Linked DNA regions of Mus musculus: regions 1 and 2 are each linked to region 3. A link is a contact called in public HiCAR-type and promoter capture Hi-C data. All regions are on one chromosome and are shown on one strand. Each heading gives the region's core, a stretch centred on a gene start, on an enhancer-like site or on the middle of the called end of the contact. The rest is flanking DNA. Distances are from core to core; before and after follow the strand shown. Region 1 overlaps Ift122 (intraflagellar transport 122). Region 2 overlaps Plxnd1 (plexin D1). Region 3 overlaps Tmcc1 (transmembrane and coiled coil domains 1).

The links. HiCAR-type assays count read pairs that join an accessible place to other places. Capture Hi-C pulls out chosen DNA fragments and counts their contacts.
Region 1: a contact with region 3 is called in a HiCAR-type map of embryonic stem cells, with 3 times the contacts expected there. The contact joins two enhancer-like sites. A contact is called at or near these places in 1 of 39 promoter capture datasets (the C10 cell line), 4 of 484 Hi-C or Micro-C datasets (bone marrow-derived macrophages, embryonic stem cells and muscle stem cells), 11 of 115 datasets of contacts at active chromatin or transcription factors (acute myeloid leukemia, embryonic basal ganglia, embryonic forebrain and 3 more) and 4 of 9 other capture datasets (adipose tissue, embryonic stem cells, liver and 1 more).
Region 2: a promoter capture Hi-C map of adipose tissue shows a contact between it and region 3. The contact joins two enhancer-like sites. A contact is called at or near these places in 2 of 115 datasets of contacts at active chromatin or transcription factors (embryonic stem cells and pancreatic cancer cells) and 3 of 9 other capture datasets (adipose tissue, liver and pancreatic islet).

What each region holds. Positions count from the first base shown.
Region 1 is chr6:115,885,681-115,888,380 of GRCm38.p6, reverse strand. Ift122 (intraflagellar transport 122) reads right to left here. Exons shown (of 29, transcript NM_001167763.1): 9 at 1,281-1,472; 10 at 1,016-1,154. Among named protein-coding and RNA genes, the nearest start is that of Ift122, 34 kb to the right of the region's middle. Within about 2 kb of position 1,265, at least 67 of the 459 cell types and tissues checked have an H3K27ac peak or open chromatin away from gene starts, as enhancers often do. A contact at or near this core is called in embryonic stem cells, where this site is marked.
Region 2 is chr6:115,967,590-115,970,289 of GRCm38.p6, reverse strand. Plxnd1 (plexin D1) reads left to right here. Exons shown (of 36, transcript NM_026376.3): 10 at 42-131; 11 at 321-414; 12 at 828-982; 13 at 1,471-1,622; 14 at 2,220-2,319; 15 at 2,402-2,541. Among named protein-coding and RNA genes, the nearest start is that of H1f8, 24 kb to the right of the region's middle. Within about 2 kb of position 1,294, at least 41 of the 459 cell types and tissues checked have an H3K27ac peak or open chromatin away from gene starts, as enhancers often do. A contact at or near this core is called in adipose tissue, where this site is marked.
Region 3 is chr6:116,106,570-116,109,269 of GRCm38.p6, reverse strand. The region is part of intron 3 of Tmcc1 (transmembrane and coiled coil domains 1); the gene reads left to right. Among named protein-coding and RNA genes, the nearest start is that of Tmcc1, 85 kb to the left of the region's middle. Within about 2 kb of position 1,354, at least 268 of the 459 cell types and tissues checked have an H3K27ac peak or open chromatin away from gene starts, as enhancers often do. A contact at or near this core is called in adipose tissue and embryonic stem cells, where this site is marked.

The sequences.
Region 1 (2,700 bases), core at 16-2,515, 220 kb after region 3:
CTCTCCCCAGAGCACCTGCCACATGGAGGCCTCTGTGCTGAGTGGGGTGCAGAGCTACATATGCTACCATTTCAGGGAGAAACAGAGCGGTCAAGCAGTCAATGCTACCGACACTTGTCCTGCATGGCTGAGGACATCTAGACTCATTCTGCACAGCAAAGAAGGCCCCTAGTGATCGGGAGCCCACCAAAATGACACATCTCATAGCCAGCCACACCCCTGCAACCTTCCCGACCACAGGGACTTCTATGTGGCAAGCTCTGCCTCTCTACAGACCAAGTGGGGTAAACACCATGGAGGATGTGCTGAGCTGTCCCAGTGGCTACATTCCTGCCACCTAGATGGAATTTCCAAAATAGATCTACCCTGGCAGGGACAAAAGAAGCCATCCTGAATCTACAGGGTGGTCCCCAACTGGAACCCCTATGCAAAGCCACCTGGCTATATCTGGTCAGCAGCATACAAATAGCATATGTGCTCAGCACATCCAGGGATGGACACCGCTGAGTGGAACTTGACCTCTTTCAGCTGCAGAGCTATTTATGTGAACAGAAGGGAACTGTCACATTTAGACTGGGCGAGGTTGGATCCCAGATCCCCTGACAAAGCCTGAGCCTATCTACTGCCCCTACAAGTCTAGTAGAAGGACCACCAAGAAGTGAGTAGAGGCTGAGGGGAAAGTATGCCAAAGTGGCTCTGACAGATATGGGTAAATGTCCACAAAGCCTCATGCACATCAGCCATTACAACTCTGACTTGTCAGCCTCCATGTCTCATGGAGTCCATTTTACACCATGGAATTATTTGTAAAATGTAAAGAGTTGGTGCTTTTAAAAAACAAAACAGGTTTTACTGCTTTTGCTAGATCCTCAAAGAGATCTTCATCCTCCTTCTACTGCTAGAAGCTAAAGCAAGGCCAGGGGAGATATTTCCTATTATTTCGAATGTGCTGTCCCTAGCCCAGTCCTCACCCCTTTTGCTAGTGTCTATAAGCAAGGGCAAGCTTGCCTCTTACCTTTCTGCTCTGTGATGAGGTGCTGCACGATGACGTCTGTCATGCTGTCCCTGTAGGCATACCGATCTTTGTAGAGCCCATGGACTGTGCTGAAGATGAGCTGGTAGAAGGAGATGGTGCCATCCTGGCAGCCGACCACCTGTGTACAGGAGAGCTGTCAATCTAGGCTGAGGGGAGGAGCCATCTCCCTTCCACCTATTAGGAGCACTGGCTGCCTGGGGCCTCCTCTAGCAATGCTCTGCAGGGTGAACTTCCTCTTACTCACCACATAATTGGAGTCAGGTTTCACTCTACAGGTCCACACCCAGGAGTTCTGCTCCCCAACGGTCCCCAGTCGCACTCCATCCTTGGTGAAAAGAGATACCTGCTTGTCTGAACCTCCCACCAAAATGTACTCTCCTTTAGTGAAGTAGCTGATGCAACAGGGGTCAAAGTTCAGTGGCCGATCCTTCCCAATCTGAGGAAAGAGAACATACAGCAAGTGAGACCAGTCTACAACCACAACCAGGAAGGGCTTCCTCGCCAACATTAGCCGGGTAGGGAGACCGGTAGGAAGGCAAGGGGGTGGGGGCTGCCTCTCCTGAGCTATTCCATCTCCTACGCAGGCCTCTCCACCTCTGGAGCCCACTCTTCCCCTCAACCCTGCCGAACCCTTGGCCCCTAAAGTCTGCCATGCCTGACCTAAGTACTGGGAAGTTAGCCAGCCCTCCTCAGCCATCCTGGAGGCCGGGGAGTCTTTCCCTCGCTCACCCAGCACACATGGCCGTCAGCCTACCCCAGCCTCTTCTCTGTTTATGTTCTGAGCTTATTCACTTGAAAAGACTGCCCTTTATTCTTTATTCAATTTAAGAAAAATGACCCTAAAAACCTAGTTTTTGCTTTAAGGTTTAGGGTCAATTTACAAATGTTTTCCTATTTATAAATCTAGTAAAAGTGAGCAGTCAATTGATGCTGACAGTTTAATGAAGGCAATTTGAACACATAAAACCACTGAAGGAGTCAGCTCCAACTGCAACTTAGTTAATTCCCTTCAACTAATTTAAACTGCAATTATAAATTTAGTATGTTCACTTTTCTTTCCTTTTTAGGAATTTCCAATGCCTAACAACCGAAAGCTTCCCTCCTACCTCCCAACGCTACAAAGTCTAATAAGAAAACCCTGGCACCTGTCATGGCATTGAGGCTGAAGCTACTGGCTGAGGCCTCGGACTCCTCTTCCAAGTAACAACCATCAACTCTAGACCAACTACAAGGACCAGCTGAAGGGACAAGTGACCAAAGCAGGCAGAAACTGAGCGAGGGGAACAGCCTCAGGCAAGAGGCTCTCAACACAGCTCCTTTTTGGATGGGCATAGAGTCTGAGATAGGCTGTTGTAGGTGAGGTGGGCTGTTGTAAGTGAGGTGGGTTGTTGTAGGTGAGGTGGGCTGTTGTAGGTGAGGTGGGCTGTTGTAGGTGAGATGGGCTATTGTAGGTGAGGTGGGCTGTTGTAGGTGAGGTGGGCTGTTGTAGGTGAGGTGGGCTGTTGTAGAAAGGAAGGCTAGAAGGAAGCATTCACACCCAAGCTCTGCTCACCACTGGAAACCTTTAGCTATGACCCACATGACTCACAGGTGAAGCCAAAGACCTGTTCTAGGATCTCAGCTGCTGCTCATTGAAAATACATAGCAGAGCACAGCAAAGCTAA
Region 2 (2,700 bases), core at 45-2,544, 140 kb after region 3:
GGGATGGGTTCTAAGAAGGCTCCTCTGTCCTGTGTCTGCAGGGTTCCTCCCTCGAGTGCAGCTTTGGGCTGGAAGAGAGCTTTGAGGCTGTATGGGCGAATAACTCACTGGTCCGCTGCAACCAAGTGGTGGTAAGTGGTAAGGCCCAGCAGGGCAGGAGAAACCCATTCGGCCTCCTTCCTCTCACCCTGCCTGCTTCTGCCTTTTGCTTCTACCCCCGTCCCCCCCCCCCCCGCACCCCTGCTCTCATCCATCTTGGTGACACCCTTGCCCCTGCAAGAGACAGGCCCCACCCACCCTTGCCCTTCCTCATTTTGCAGCTGCACACAACCCAGAAGAGCCAGGTATTTCCACTGAGTCTGAAGCTGAAGGGGCCGCCAGACCGATTCCTAGACAGCCCTAACCCCATGACAGGTGAGTGTCCCGTCTATCCCACAGGCCAGGAGGTAGGGCCCAGCCCTGGCAGCCACAAGCACCATATCCCATAGGTGGCCAGCACTCACTGAGACAGCCTTACACCAATGACCGTTGTAACCCCCCAGAACCTTACTTCCCTCTCTGAGCCCTCTTGTCCCCGAATTAAGTGAGGTCACAAGCCTTTACTGCAAGATTCGCCAGGACTCAGTGAGCCGATCCCTATAAATCGTGTCCATAAAATGGGGGAGTCAGTAATTCCTCCACATGGGGTCCCTCCCCATGAGAAGGACTGTTGATGAGGCTGGGGCCTGGACACAGGGCAGCATAGGTAGGAGCTGGCCATGAACCTTATGGCTGCCAACCCCAGAGTCGTCTCACCTCAGGCTCACCGTGCTGTCCTTTGTCCACAGTTGTGGTCTACAACTGTGCTATGGGCAGCCCTGACTGTTCCCAGTGCCTGGGCCGTGAGGACCTGGGTCACCTCTGTGTTTGGAATGATGGCTGTCGTCTAAGAGGGCCCCTGCAGCCACTCCCTGGCACCTGCCCAGCCCCTGAAATCCGAGCGGTAAGCACACAACACGCCAGGCACACACAACATTCCTGGCTCATAGGTTACCTCCCGTGGCTAATGTCTTAGTGGGGCACAGACACTGGGAGGTGGAAGTAGAGGAAGCTAGGCTTTGATCCATTGATATTTCACAGCCACCCAGGAAACCTCTGACCGGGTGACAGTTGAGGATTTCAGCAGCTCAGCAGCCTGATTTGGTTAGGGGGAAAAAAAATCTTAGGGGAGGATTTTGATTGGCTTAGCATGGGTCAAGTACCCACCCTTAGCCCAGTCAGCTTCTGGCTTAGATGCTGAATCAGGCATAGCCATCAGGAACCCCGTGGCATCATCAGCCTTGGGACCCATGCAGCCCAGCCATCTGTTGCCCCAGGCCTCTGCTAAGCAGAGGGTCTGTGTGGCCCCACCTCCTGTGGGCACACATGACAGTGAGAGAGACACCCAGGCCTCAGACCTTCCCTTGCCTTGCCCCCCATCGCCCCTGGCAGATTGAGCCTCTGAGTGGCCCCTTGGACGGTGGGACTTTGCTGACCATCCGTGGCAGGAACTTGGGCCGTCGGCTCAGTGATGTGGCACATGGTGTGTGGATTGGCAGTGTGGCCTGTGAACCCCTGGCTGACAGATACACCGTTTCAGAGGAGTGAGTGTCAGGCATTGCCAACCTAATCCTTCCCCCCAGCCCTGTCCCTCACCCAACAGGGCACACTGCTGTGCCTGGGCCTTTCTATTGTCTCTGCCTGGGCCACTCCTTTATCCTGCCAGCTCTCTGCTGCCTCCTCAGAGAAGCCCTCGGGGCTCTGCCTCCTGCCACATAAGCAGAGCTTTGATGAGAACCACTTTGCTACTAGTAAAGTTTGGAGGGGGGAGGGGCTGGCGGGGTATAAAGGTCAGGGTGCAACAGCTGCCCCAACAGGGGATGTCTGCAAGAAGGTAATTAGCTGGGCTTCCTGTTGGAAGGCTCTGGGCCAGGCTTGCAGATAAGGGCATCAGGTGGACAGCCAGGCTAGCTGGGCAAGCTGCCTGGTATCAGAGACCATCTGAGCCTTGTCTCAGAGCCACTGATCTGGAGGAAACAGCAGAAGTGGCGTGCCTCTCTTGGCCAAACCTACGGTGACCATCTACGGAGAACATTGTTGGTTCGGCATTATGGCCCCAGTGGGAATGGGAGGCAGAGGCCATGGGCAGATACTATTTGGCACTGGTTCACCTTCTGCCCATTTGCCTGCCCCACCTTCAGGATCGTGTGTGCCACAGGGCCTGCCGCAGGGGCCTTCTCAGACGTGGTAACGGTGAACGTCTCCAAAGAAGGCAGGTCTCGGGAACAGTTCTCCTATGTGGTAAGTAGGCCACCACCTCTCACCACCCAGCTCATTCCCCACAAGCCTGCAGCCAGAGCCCAATCCCTTTCCTTCTCCCCAGCTGCCCACAGTCCACTCACTGGAGCCTTCCATGGGCCCAAAGGCCGGGGGTACAAGGATCACCATTCACGGCAGTGACCTCAACGTGGGCTCTATGCTCCAGGTCCTGGTGAATGACACGGACCCCTGCACAGATCTTACGTAAGCTTTCCCCACAGCCTGTCAGCTAAGCATGCCTTGCTCTGTCCCTTCTTGGCTTGGGGTGGATCTGGGAAGGAAGGAGCTGGACGTAGCCCAAGCCAGCGCGTGGCAGTGGGAAGGAGAAACTGTTTAGAATGAGGAAACACAAGGCTGAGGGAC
Region 3 (2,700 bases), core at 105-2,604:
CAGGATCTCACTGTACAGTCCAAATTGACTTTAGCTCATGATCCTCTCTGTTCCATCTCCTGAGTGTGCTGGGATTAGAGGTGATGGGTCACCAAGTTCAGCTCCAGAGACTATTTCATTTTCTGTGAGAAGAAAAAGCAATTTCTGCAGAAGTTCACTCTAAGCCAACTAACTTTGCACTTTGAAATTATTTTAATCCAGTATGCCTCAACCTTGCTAATGCTGCTCTACCCCTTTAATACAATTTCTCATATTATGGTGACCCCCCAAGCATAATTTTCATTGCTACTTAATAACTGTAATTTCACTATTGTTATAAATCATGATGTAATAAATATCTGATATTCAGGATATTTGATATGTGACCCCGTGAAAGGGTCTCACAATCCCCAAAGGGGTCATGACCCACAGGTTGAGAACCACTGTTTTAATCTGTTTGTTTCAGATTCAGGTTATTTTGCATACTCTACATCATAAATATGGGCCATTTTCCACTATTAGTCATAGTTGCTCTAAGTTGTTACTTTTAAGCTTTGAAACTTATATTATTTTTTTAAGCAGGAAAACCCTTTTGTATTTATGACTTTTAAGAGGCAAGATTTATGTTTTTGGAGCCTGCCTTGGTTTAAATTTGGTGTAACTTGTCAGTGATGTCAAAGATACTATGTCTCTGTAGAATGAGATGAGAGCATCTTGCATTCTATTTGTAAGTAATTGGAAGCCAGTGCAGGGAACTGGAGTAATTAAGAATAGCCTTGCAAGAAACTTGATTTTGTTTTCAAATTAATTTTTCCACTTTTCTTGACTGAAGAATATAATAACATATAATAATTATATTGAGGTTTTAGAGAAGGTTCCTAATTTGTCTGAAAAGTCCTCTAGCACAAACTTGAAAGGGATGTTTTGAGAAGTCAGTGGGACAGTAGATGTGACTTCTGATTGTACATCTGGAGTTTACACCTACCAAAGCCACAAACCTAGTACAGGTCCTAGTCCTGCACACAGAAATAGAGAGCACTGTAGGCACTAAACCCGTGGATACCAAGTTCTGTCCTCATTTGGAAGAAGAGGCTGGCTCATTTAGAGGAAGAAGAGTGGCCAGCGATCTTTGGATCTCCCCTGAGGTTGTCACTTTCCGTTTCCCTTTATTTGAATAGATGCACTCTAAGCTGGTCTATTTGATTTGTGCGCCAGTTTTTTAAAATACTTTGTTCCAACAAGAGAGGCATTCACCTCTGGAGGCCGCCTTACCCTTTAACTTGAGCCCGGAGTTGTAGTCACCGTCCAAGTATGCTCCCTGCACCTGACATTCCTTCCCACTGGAGCCTTTCGGTGAATAAGAGGAAAGGCTCGGCCAATTATACTAGACAAAGCCGCACAGCTGCGAGTCAGCTGGGAGGAGTTTCCGTTTGGAGCTGGAGCTGGTGGCGGCTGGCGCTCCCACCTCCTTTTTCCCCCTCGCCACCATCCCCTTCTATTCTCAGGGATTACCTGGGTGGAGGCCGGGCTCTGACTCTCGAACCGGGCAGCAGATGCTGCCATACCGGCAGGTGCCACCCACCTCTAGCCTCCGCCTCAAGAGCAAAGACCGGAGGCTCAGGTGGTACCCGGCACCCTGCCTGAAGGTTGGCGGGAGGGGAAGGGGTGGTCCTTACGGCTGGACCCTCCAGCTGACACAGGAAGTGCGGGGAGAGCCTGGCACTGGGCTGGGATCCGCCCCGCCTGCCGCTCCTAGGCTGTGCTGTCTCCGCAGAACAATGAAGTGCTTCCAAGTTTGCTGAGACTCCTGGGGAATGCATCGAACTCTGTCAGCCTTCAAATGTGCCGCCAGTGACTTCCCCCAAGAAGCTGTGTTTTAATAAAAGAAGAAAAAGACACCCTTTCTGGGTAGATCGCTTTGTTAGGAGATCCTCACGACCATGGTCCAGCGCTTTAGCCTCAGGCGGCAGCTCTCCAAGGTGGGTCAGTTTTCTGGTGTGTCTTACTGGGAACTCTGGCTTCTGCAGGGTTTCCTTTTTTGATGGGACTTTTATGTCAAGCCTGCCTTTCTCTGGTGCTAAGGAAGGTCTGGGGAGGAAGCTCTGCCTTTTGTTCTTTGATCTGATGGACACAAAGCTGAAGGTTGCCTGCACTGCCAGCCCCAGGCTGTATGCCCCTAAAACTGTAGCTGTCATCTTCAAATCTGGACCAACTTGTCATATTTACCCCTGACAGTTTCAGAAGAATGTGGGTAGGTAGTAATTGTAGGTCAGATGTATATATTTAATTAGCAAAATAATAGCTTGTAAATCAACAGAAGAAAGCCTGCCTGCTCTGTGGAATCAGGACTTTCATACAAATTTCACTAAACTCAAAAAAAAAAAAAAAAAAAAAAAAAAGCACAAAACAGTTGAAGAAGCCAAAAGCCACAGGAAAATCTTAAAGGTGAGGGGTTGTGTAGAGACTTAGATACCTAGTAGAGTGTGTAGGAAGCCTTCCAGGGAAGCTGGTGGAGCAGCTCTTTAGAGAGTTCTAAAAAGTCAGTTTCACGGAACACTTTCAAATATAAAATAAAAAAGTGTAGTGCCCTTTAAGAAAAGGTAGTTTTTATCGGTGGGCTCTCGTGGGTGCGGGCCCGTATGTAGTTTTAGCTCTATCCTTAGTTAATGCAGAGGCTGTGTGGAAAGAGAAGGTAAGAGGTGAACTTTATTTCAGAAACCA